Linked DNA regions of Columba livia: region 2 is linked to region 1. The links are chromatin contacts, called in public Hi-C maps. All regions are on one chromosome and are shown on one strand. The core of a region is the stretch at or near the end of the contact, and the rest is flanking DNA. Distances in the headings are between cores, read along the strand shown.

What was found. Hi-C and Micro-C count contacts between places; a contact is called where the count stands out from the background.
Region 2: a contact with region 1 is called in a Hi-C map of crop, with 1.4 times the contacts expected there. The contact joins two enhancer-like sites.

Annotation. Positions count from the first base shown.
Region 1 is chr3:49,211,452-49,217,484 of bColLiv1.pat.W.v2, reverse strand. It overlaps the pseudogene LOC110364551. Among named protein-coding and RNA genes, the nearest start is that of REV3L, 15 kb to the right of the region's middle. Within about 2 kb of position 2,369, at least 1 of the 3 cell types and tissues checked has an H3K27ac peak away from gene starts, as active enhancers do.
Region 2 is chr3:49,248,302-49,253,841 of bColLiv1.pat.W.v2, reverse strand. It overlaps TRAF3IP2 (TRAF3 interacting protein 2), which reads left to right. Exons shown (of 10, transcript XM_021298172.2): 3 at 212-955; 4 at 4,021-4,210. It also overlaps the pseudogene LOC110364551. Among named protein-coding and RNA genes, the nearest start is that of TRAF3IP2, 10 kb to the left of the region's middle. Within about 2 kb of position 3,316, at least 3 of the 3 cell types and tissues checked have an H3K27ac peak away from gene starts, as active enhancers do.

The DNA of each region.
Region 1 (6,033 bases), core at 1,120-3,619:
AAAGATTTAGCTTAAGTCAGTAAATGAATTAATTAATTGAATCAGTTAATTAATTAATTCAAATGCAAGCAAACATGATGGTATACATATTTCACCATTCAGCACTCACAGCAATTATCGATCGTCATCCCTTCCCTATGCCTCCCAGACTGCACATACTCCTTATTTCCCCCGAAAACACACATCTTCAAATACAAGCACAAGTAATGAGAATACAACAACAAAACAAACAAAAAAAAGGTGTCTGAATTCAGCTGGAGATGGAGGCTGCTGCCTCCCCACCACCGAGATGGTGTCAATCAGCTTGCCATTCTACGAGGCAGCTGCTCACAGCTTCTGCTCAGCTGCACATTCAGTACGGGATGTGGAAGGGACAAGATATGGGTGCCGGGATAGGAGTCTGGAAACAGTGAATATTGTAGTTCATACTGTGGTGAGGAGGGAGGTAAGGAAGGGAAATGCAACCAAATAATTGATTAGTGTCTCACTGACACTGCATATTTTATTTGCTTTGTTCTTGGCCTGTTCAAGTTTGATGACCTCGGTCTTTTGGTCTTCTTCCACACACTCCCACTGCTGTCCAAGCTTCCCCATGTGTCAAATGACCCAAATGTTTCTCCTCCACTGTCTTCCAATCTGACTGAGCTACTCCTGTGATTAACAGGCAAAAGGTATGTGAACAGGGTGCATTTTGAGTAACAAATTCTGCAGCTCATTGAAAAATAAAATTTAATAAAAATCTTTTTAACATTTAGGTAGTAGAAGAGATTAATTTGGTGTCCACTAGTTTTGGTATTTTTCATACGTAATCCCATTTAAAGACATTGAAATTATATTATGAATTACTGAAGTCTGTACAGAATCTCTCATTTTTAAGATTGGAGTAACAAAATCTGTTCCTGCATGCTGTTTCATTGCCTGAAGAGATACAGCAACAGGCGAAGAAAGCGAACAGAATACAGCTGTAGCTGGCTGTGCTCAGGTAATCCAAATATTTAAGTCAAATGTTCCTAACAATAAATAAGCAATCACATAATCTTTTCTATATCAAAGGATATATTCAAACTCCCTAAGCAAGTTTTGGTTTAGGTTTATGAGGCATGTGATAGTTGAAAGGAAATACAAAATATAAGATACACATTTTCTGAATTACTTGACCAACAAAGGGGACGGGGCAGGAATGACCTACACTGTTCTGTACTTTGTTCTTGAAACAAGTGGAGTAACTTCCCCCAAAGCACACTTTGTGACCTGCAGAGTCTGTGACGAGGTACCAGGCCTGCCCAGATACCCAAAAAGGCTCAGTGTCCCCACCTGAGTCATGTAATGTCAGCAGGCACGTTAGCTTAGTGCTCAAAGGAGTGATAAGGATGTATAATATTTATCCAGACGTGAAGAAAGTGCAGTAAATCCCTCTGTGTCATTTTCCCCCTGCGCTCTTCAAACACAGTCACATAGGCCCAACCCACATTTCCCTCTTACTATGTGGCAAATATAATCCTCTCCCTTCCAGAAAAAAAAAAGAAAAAAAAAAAAAAAAAAAGAAAAAAACCCCTGAATCTGAAATAACATTAAATAATTTGAAGGAATGATTAACAGTTCTGCTGACTGGTGAAAATCTGGTTAGAGCAGCTGGGGTATGGTGGCTTTTCAGGAGCAGGAGATAAAGTTTATTTGATTCTCTGTAAGTGAGTGTCCTCAGTTGAACCTACCAGCCCTTTGCTGTGTAAGGATTATAACTCACACTGCAGCTGGATCAGCCTTCATTTCTATTTTTAGCGCAAATCTTGCTCCTTATTTAGTCCTGATTGCATAGCCAGAACTGCATTCTCAGCAGCTCAGTGAAAAGCCTGCCTGTTCCATTTTATAACTTTTCCAGACAAAAAGATGGGAAGCCTGTAGCTTTCTAAACCGTCTTATTTTAGGAGCTTGCAATATGACACAGTCCAAAACCCAAGGGCCACATGAATCCCTGCTGATATACTATTGACTTTCCTGGAGTTTTACACAGCAAGAATTTGGCTGCTTCCAAGTTAACCAAGATATTAAAAAAAAAAAAAGAGAAAACCTCCCCATCTTCTTCAGTCTAAATACTTGAAAGATATTTATTGAAACAGTAATATACATCTGGATCAAATTCTCCAGAAAACATTTTATCCTCCTCAGAATCATAGTTTATTAATCCAATTCATGGAGACAACTACTAGCCAAAAAATGAAATAAACAAGGAAAAATGGAAAATGTTGGTTTTAAAGAATCTCTTAGCACAGATGACCACACAGAAGTAATTTTCTGCCACTCAATTAAAACCATAAGAACATTTTTGGGTTTGAACAAAGTCTTCCCACTACGGCAAGGAGCTGCTGTAATTCTGTCCAAATCAGCTACAATGCTTCACCTTCACTTCTGGGATTTGTTTCTGAAATATCTCCTTAGTCACATGTACTTAGTGAGTTATATTTCCATGTGTTGCATATAAGCGTATGACTAAAAAACCAAGATTATGGTGGTCAATGCCACTGTGAGGCTGTAAACACAGAAAATGTAAAAAACCTACACTGATAATACATGTAAAATACATTTTTGTCTACATGTACTGAAAAACATCAGTAATGGATTTTATTTCCATGTGTGAAGACACTTTGCATCTTACTATGCACTGAAACTACACATACCTCCAAACAGGCCTTTTATTCCTAACCCAAGATAATCATATTCTCACATGCACAGATCTCTTCGTAGATGTAATCCTAAACTCTTTCTCTCCCAACCGGCCATAAATCACTTATGAATTGTTACGCTGGTTAGGCAGTGATCACTGAATTCAGTCATGTTTATTGTACGTGTAAGGATATCCAGTGCTCCTCCTGCAGTGAGGAGATCGATTGCAGATGGAAATTTCACCCAGCTGCCCCTGTATTCAGGCTGTTGACCAGTCCTTTTTCTGCCACACTGAGAACACAAAGGCAGATTTAAAAGAAAATTAACTGGAGGAGTAAGGAATTAAAATCAGTGAAGGGAACGATGGACTAATATACTCTCATTGTAAATTCAGTAATTTAATTAGCCCTCAGTCAAGCACTGGACAAATTACAAAGCCAATACAAAACAGAAGGGCCATCAAAATTATGTATTCAGCAGGTCTGAATTTGCATACTTTGTGTTCCCCAAATATCCTATTAATTCTGTGAAAATGGAAGGTATTCCAAATACATGAAGTCAAGTTCTGTATCTCGATTTAAATGACACAGCCTTGAGAGAGAGAAGCTGAATGCCACAAGAAGTACTCAAGATCACTATCTCAAAGGCAGGAGGTTAGAAACTGAAAGGACTGGAAGTTATTAACTGAAAACAAAAGACCCAAGTCCTTGCAAGTCTGTTCAGCCTGGCTGCTATCAGCGACATTGTACCCTTGTACCCTAAATGGAGGCTACTGAAATTTGGGTATTTGGGATATGGAGTGTCTTGGCTGTGCTTCTCAATGTGACACAAAGTTGAAATTCCAACACATTTAGAAAAATATAATTAAAAAATACTGCCACTGAGGTGCCAATGCTTAAATCAGGGCAATAGGTACATGACATGCACAAAATTTTAAGCATGATCATTATGACACTAATGTATTTAAGAACAGAGCTTTATCCTCAAAGGGCCATGAAGGCCACTCAGGTTTGTTTTTTTTTTTTCAAGATTATGCTGAAAGAGACTGAACTGCATGTGAAATCCTTCAGAAAATAACACAGCCAGAGCCTGTGCTAACTTCCTTTCAGCCCTTTTCAAGAAGGGGCTTTTGAGCTGATGCATGGCAGAAGAGCACAAGAAGCTGATGCTGAGCTGCAAGAGACCAAAACAGAGTGGAAGTTTCTACAACTTTATGAGAATATGCCATATTCCATGAAGGTTTGGAGAAATCTTCCACATGGAGACTCTATCTCTAAGAATAAAATTTAGAAAGAGTGCCTTAAGGAATCATGATGAGATTTTCTCTAGCCAGTCTCTGTCACAGACTTTCTTATGAAACACCATAGTATAGTGCAAAAATATCAATTTGCCCACAACTACATTCTGGAAATAACTTTTAATAATAAAAGTGACCACTGAATCCATCTGGAAGAAATATTGATCTAAGTGTATATAGCTTTGTTTGTAATTCAACACTATGAACAGTACCCTAACAAATGATGAGTATTTTGTGTCTGATGTAATAACTATTTCTGTATTTTCAGTTAGAAGCGACCAGTTCTGTGTTTTGAGTTAGGAAATGTGCATATCATTAAAATAAAATTATTCAAGTGCCATTTTAAATCAAAATGAAGCAGGTCACTTTGAAGTCAGCTTTGATGGACAGCTTTGTTGTTGGTTGTTTTTTTTCTTTTAACATGAGAGCATGAGTCTGTTCCCTCAGCACCACTTAATCACTGGTAACTTTCATGAAGAGCAAACAAAAGGCCTCTTTTATTTATCCATTATGTTCCTAAGAGGTGAGAACAGCTTGATGCAAATGAAAATCATTAAAGCATTCTGCACTACCATTAACTGTCTCAATATCTCTCTATGCAAATACAGCACATAAGCCAGTGAAACTGCAGCCTCATGACCTTCTGCATTGAAAACCTATGCCTTATGACTCTCTTAACAGTTAAAATAATCTCTATGATGTGCCTTTGTATAAGTGCTTGATTTGGATAGGCATGGAAATGGAGTGCAAGCCATTACATAGAAACATATTCAGTTTCAGATACCCCTTCACCTTGACTGGGCAAGGGGTAACATCAGAGATATCTGATTTGTTACAGTGCTACAGTATGAATAATAAGGTAAAATGTGATTGCCCAGATCTGATCCTGCATGCAATTATACCCATAACTTCACTCAAATGAGTAGTTCCATTTAAGACACAATGAGCATATATTAATGCAAAATCTGTAAGTGCTTTGTAGGATTAGAGGCCTAATTAGATATAAAACCTACCAACCTAATTCTTTGGAACTTTGTCCTTTGTGTAGCCACTTATGCCCACGTGAATGGCGTACAGAACATTGCTTTTCTCCACAAAGTAGCACTCCACCTGACTGATGAAGATGGGTGAATATATGGAGCTAGAGAGTTCAGTCCTCCAACAGTAGTACCTGGTGACAGAAACGCACCAGAACTCCTGCATTCTTAATAGTTTGAACCACAGACATAAGATAGCTCAGATGGCAGGTTACAGAAGGCAATTTATTGCTGTTCAGTCTGACTCCTTGGCAAAATTTAGGTACATCAGGCACAAATTTACATCTGCTACCTAAGAGCTTTTCTAGAGCTAAGTCTTGGCAGAGGTTGAGGATATCTCCCCACCCTTTGGGACACACACCTTTGTTGCACACTCTTATGTAGCAGCAGAGGGGTTAAGACACTGTATTATTCAATAGCAGCTGAAGGGGCAATAGTAAATTGGATTTTAGCCTTTCCACTGCTTGAAGGACACTGAACCAGCTTCTCCTGTCTCCTAGGAGAGTGCCCCTATCAGCAGGTGGTTGCGTGTAAAGCGCCTCTTACATCTAGCTTGTGTTTTTGCCAACCCATGCTGAGGAATAGAAGACTTAAGAGGCCAAAAAGAATAAGGAAGCTTTAATCTCTTAGGCCTGTTTATGTTTTTTTTCATTAAATAGCAATTATATAGCCTGCATACATAGTACTAAGCGCAGGGCCTAGAGACTCTTTAAGTAAGTGCCCTTACCACTAATTTATTTGGGCATTATGGAAACTAATTAATGTATTTGAAGCACTTAGAAAATAAATAAATCAGTGGAACTGAATACCCCTAAAGGTCCTGTTCTGAATTTGGCAAATTGGCACATTTAAAAAACCTTACCGGAGACACTGCTGCTCTGCCTGTACCGCTTAGTAAAATAGTGCCAAGGATAAGCTTGAACCCCAGGCTGCTCATGACCCAGGCTGTTGAGCTGCCTGCATGCTGTGTGGCAGTACAGGCCTATAACAACTGGTACTATCTCAACCAGTGCTGCCACACTGCTCAGGGGACAGTAT
Region 2 (5,540 bases), core at 2,067-4,566, 35 kb before region 1:
AAATGTTTACTTTCTTGCTTTGCCAAAATTCAGCCAGACCTTTCTTGATGTTTATTGCCTGTCTTTAAAAATATATATTTATATGTATAAAGAATATAAAGAATACATATCACTCTTCAATATCCCAGCTCACAGTCATTGAGTGACAACTGATGACAGGCATTTTTCTGTATGGCTGTCCATCTACAGTGTTTCTTCTCTCACTTTTCAGGCACTTTTGTGGGTCAAAGTATACCAGTAGAAGTAGATGAATCCATGCCATGGTCCCCATTTCCCGAACACATCTTGGAAAAGGCTTTGCAGCCTTCTGGAGAGGATCTAGAAGATGAAGAGTCCCAGAGACCATGTATCGCTCGAATGCCTCAGCCTGTGACCGATGCAACATGCCTCCGCAGACGACCAGAATGTCATCAGCTGGCACCAGCTATGGAGCCGGACAGCAGTTTGTGGTCAAAATATACTGATCCTGATGGAGACGGACATTTCTGTTGTTCTGGTGAATCAACAGCTGGAGCGGTTCCTTCCAGGATACATCTTATAGCTATGGACACACCAGGCATGCAGCCAAGATCACAGCTTCCAGCTGACACCGGGCACTCCTCCAGTAAACCAGAGCAGAGCTTGTCTGACTCGCTGGAGGAGAGCAGCCAAGGGAGTTCACAGTCATGGCAACCCTCAGGAAACAGACCCCCAGCAGAGCTGGGGACCGTGGACATGGGCTACAACTCCCAGTCACGAGATGTAATGGGCCTCAGGCACCTGGAGCCCCCCTTACCGCTGGTGTCCATGCTGAACCCCCAGGACCTGCCAGGACCACTGATCTCCAGGGAGTTTTTTGGACCCAAGCATCAGCAGTGCCCGATGTGCCACCACTTGCCCCATCCAAACGCCTCCTCGCAAGCCCACGGCTGCTTTGGGCACCGCTGCCCGGCAGAGCAGCACCCCCAGGGCCCGTGTGAGTACCACTGCTCACCCCATGGGAGGCTTTCCAGGGTATCACAGCCATCATTCACCAAGCTGATGTTTTCCTGCCATATCTCCTTTGCAGCATGCAATTAACCTTTTAAAATATCTATTTGCAGCCCATTTTAAACGTCCACATTTTCAGCTTATGCAGCCACACTCTCTGATGCAGAAACTCTGAGCCAGATAAAAAGTTGAAGAGCTCACAGTCACTCATCAAATGAAAGCTAATGATTTTGCCTAGAAACCAGCCTTTGTTGGTCACGCTGAGCACATGCAGCCTTCTCCCTGCTGTTATTTCATATTCTAGTCATTTCCTTCCTCTTTGTATCAGTCATTCGGCAGCCTCCTATGCTGACTTAATTCCTGTTGTTTTCATAGATTTCCTTGCTCCCACTTGGATCCCCAAAGTTGAGAATTTCCTGCCAGAATCAGGTTGGGAGGTTACCCTTGATCTCTGTAAATAGTATCTCCCAGCATTATGACCAGACTCACTCATGTGTTTTATTTCTGTGTGAAAAGAGCGTGACATCCATCAACCTCATCTTTTTTTCTGTTGTCAGCTGAAATGGAAGTTCATTACTTAAAATGGAGCCCTCTCAGCTGCTGGTGATTCTATCACTGAACGCTGATGTGACTCTGTCAATATGGGTGTTTTGGCTTTTGGAGACTATGATGCAGTTTACAGCCTGCTATTAATTAGTATTCCTTTTCAGTCTCTGAGATTTTTATCTGCTATGAAGTGAGCTTTGAACATTCAACAGCAATATCATTGTTTTAATATAATTTATATTACATCAGACTCACGAGACCCCAACTCGTTTTGGGTTGGCTTGGTAATAAAAAGCTGTATGCCTGTTCTGATAACCCTTTTTTTTTTTTTTAACCTTCCGTTGACTTCACAGCATTTATATTACATCTGTTTAAGAAGTCCTGTCACTCCAGCAATGTGCTGTAATTAGGTACACAGGAGTGAGAGTACCAGAGCCTTAGTTTTCACCTCCGATCTTGGGACTTTGTAACAGGGAAGGGGCTACAGATGGACTTTCATCAGTGTCTACAGCAAAATGTCCTCCGGTTTTCTTTTCTCACCTTCTCCGTTCAGTTCAGCTTTAAGCAGACAAAGAGTTGGTTGCACAACACCCCTCACTATTTACCTCCTCCACACGCGCGCATCGTGAGAAGTAGGACATTTACTGAATGAGGCCATTTTGTTTTAAAGCAGGAACTCTGAAAGGCTTTCTTTAGAAAAATCACCAGTGTTTCAACCATATCCAGAGGGCAAAAAGAATAAAATAAACTCAGATGGCTGGAGCAGATTTGGTCAGGACCAAGAAGCTGGCAACTGTACTCCTGTTTCTCACATCACTGGGACAGTGTAAATCACCTCCTGACAGCTCCTTGCGTTTCAGATAGTTGTTGGGCAGTGGCAACCCACAACAAAGCTCTGCAGTTTGTGTGTTGCAACACGCCTCTCCCGGGGAATATCAATGGTGCCCGTAGGCTCTAAGCTGGCTCTGGACACCTGCTATTTGAGATACAACAGCAAAACTGCTTCTGAAGTCAAAGAAATCCTTGCAGCAATGCTGTGTGCCCAGGGACCATTATTTCAGATATTTATATATGAGAGAAGTTGGTGTGTGCAGGCATGCACGCTTGGCCATGCTGTGCTTCTGAATGGCAGTGGCTGCATCCATTAAAATACTGTGGCATCAGATGGATTCAGAGGAAGCTGGTGAACAACTGGCCTAAAAACCTGTATATCAATCTGAATTTCCCAGACCCCTGCCACCTTCCCTAGAGCTGATCATGCAGAACACATGGGAAGACCATATTTACTTCCAGTTTTGTTTTCCCAACCTCTTTCACCCTGTCCTTTCGCAAATAGTTAATGAAGAGGAGCAGGAAACTCTCCTAAAACAATCTCAACAAATATGGTGTTGCCAACTCACAGTTTCATCAGGAATATCTTTGCAATAGTAGGGTTGATTTTTTTAAGTCTTGGCTCATATAATCAGACTATTTCATAAAAGCTTTTTCTTTCTTTTTTCTTTTCCTCCCTTTAAAAAAAAAATAGTCCTTATGGCTGCTACAAAAAGGAAAACATGACCCCAAAATAGCTGAAAGGATTTAAAAAAACAATCTAGGGGGGTAAAAAAAAAAAAGAGTGTTTGAGTACTGCAGCTTTCAGAGCCAGCTCATAACACCATAATCATGCAGCGCTAATAAGCCCTGCCAGGCTGGACTTTGATCTGTGCACAGCAGTTTGAAAGTGCACAGAGCTGCTGCCTAATGAAAACTGCAAGCAGAAAGACTGAAAAAAAAAAGGATAGTTTTTCTCGTCTGGGAAACAGCTTACGTTGCTTTCTCTTTCAGTTTACGCCAACCGTTCCACTGTACATTAGTTATTAAACAGCATTATGTGTGCATAGCAAACAACAGTAAGATTTTTTAGAATTACTTGGGTAAAATTGTCACTTTGGGCTTTCCATGCAGCCTCCTGGATGGCAACAGGAGCAGCAGCAAGGCCTTAAAAGGTCACTTAGGCAGAAAATCCATACAGGGTGAAGTAACAAAGCAAGAGATTATTTTTCCTCTTTTCATTTACAACAATCACAGTCTGTTTAGCCTTAGTGTTGCAAACTGATTTGTTCCAGGATTTTGCATCTGCTTTCATGAGAACGTTGGGATGATTCATTTTCACAAGTTATTGCCAAAAAGAAATTAAAGAAAAAAATACACCAACAAAAAGCACTGAGGCATGGTAAGCGCAGGGACAAAGCAGCCCTGAATGTTTAACTGTCAGTTGTCCCAACAGCCCAGCCCAGGGTGGGGATCTGAACTGTGCCGTGTGGGAATGGGAAAAAGGAGACTTCAGACTGTGAAACACTCCTTAATCTGGCTTCTTTCAGACCAAGATACTTGCAAATGCTTCCAAAACTGCTCAGTTTCCCTAGACATGAAGGTGGACATGCCTGGAAAGGAATAAACACAAACCGAGGCAGAAATGTATTGCCTGAAATGATAGTTGCTGCCTTTATTTTCTCACCCTCCCAGATGGCAGAGCTCCTTACCAACATCTTGCACATACATCGCAACCGCTTCCTCCCGTTCCTGGACCTTGCATGAGAGTTATCCGCCCGGCACAGCAAGTCATCCCGAATTACTCAAACCTTCATGCTCCCAAGGGCACTGGAGACCGACCACCCCAGAGGACATGCTCCTCCCCTGGTCCTCCTCGATTCCCGTAAGTACACCCCAGGGGGATGGGTTGTGCACAGTGGAGGCTCCTCTGATCTGATTTTGTGGTCTTTCTACTAATAATTCTGAAGCCTTGTGCTGTTAGCGTGCCCAAGGTACAGGGATACATGTGAGATGCTGGGTAGTTTTCTTTATTTGCTGTTCTACACCCAGCAGGGGCCTGACCTTACCCTAGAGAACTTCAAAGCCGGATACCCGATATGCTGTTACAGCGCACCCTGAAAGGCACGCATTAAGAAAGATAAATGCTTGAAGGTTAAAGGGATGAGGGGTTGAAAAATATCTCAGTTGAAACCTTAGAGATCCCCTGCTCAAGAGCAAAGGTCAATTTGGCAAATCACTGCAGTCTTCAGCTTTACGTTGTACCAGCCTGGGATGCCTCAGTCATTGGCTTCCAGTGATTTCTTTCTTATCTCTTCTGTAGTGCAGAGAAAAAGGGAGAAAATCTCATCCATCGCTGACATATATCTCTACATTGCAGTTTGCAGCCTTTTCTCTGTTTTTTTTTTTTGTGTGTAGTAATAAAATACCACATGTTTAGCACTTTTCATCAAGGACTTTTTCACCGGCTTTCAAATATTGATTTACCAAGCGTTATATCTCCCTCCTTATAAATAAGTCGTTAACAGATGGGAAGTACTACCCATGCAGGGTTTTCTCCAGATTCAGCTACCTGAAGACAAATTGAAGCTTCAGGTGTTGAGGACATCTGTATTCAGACCATTCTTATTTAACTGCCACACTACTTTTAGAGGTGCTAAACTTACAGGCATTCATGTTTGAAAATGTCCACTTAAGTGGCATGGTGTTGGCAGAAAACTGGGAGAACAGACGGGACAAAAGAGGGCAAATGGCTGAAATACCACACTGCTCTGGCCTGTGAAAAGTTAGGGGCTGTGACAGCAAGATAAGGCAGTAACTTCAGCAGAAATAATTGCACTGAAGAGTTTGTATGAAAATTTAAAAATACTGAGAAACAGTGGGTATCCTTTGCAGTAGTAAAATTTAAAAACAGACTCCTAATTTTTGGCGCATTTGTTAGATAAGGTGAGGTTTTGGGAAGATCTGGAAACTAGCCAGAGGGTAGCTTTTTGTGGTCATAGATGAGGTAAAGTTGATTTTCTTGGTACTTTCTTCTGTTCAAAGAAATCCAGAATATACAGGGTCTGTCATGCGGCTGCATGGCTGGCGTTTGCATGCTAATTCCAGGAATGGCAGTTATATGTTGGTAATATTTGCCTATAGAGTATTTTGTAACAGAAAACATCTGTACCAAAATGAATAAACCAAATCTTAATGTGACAACAGAAAACATG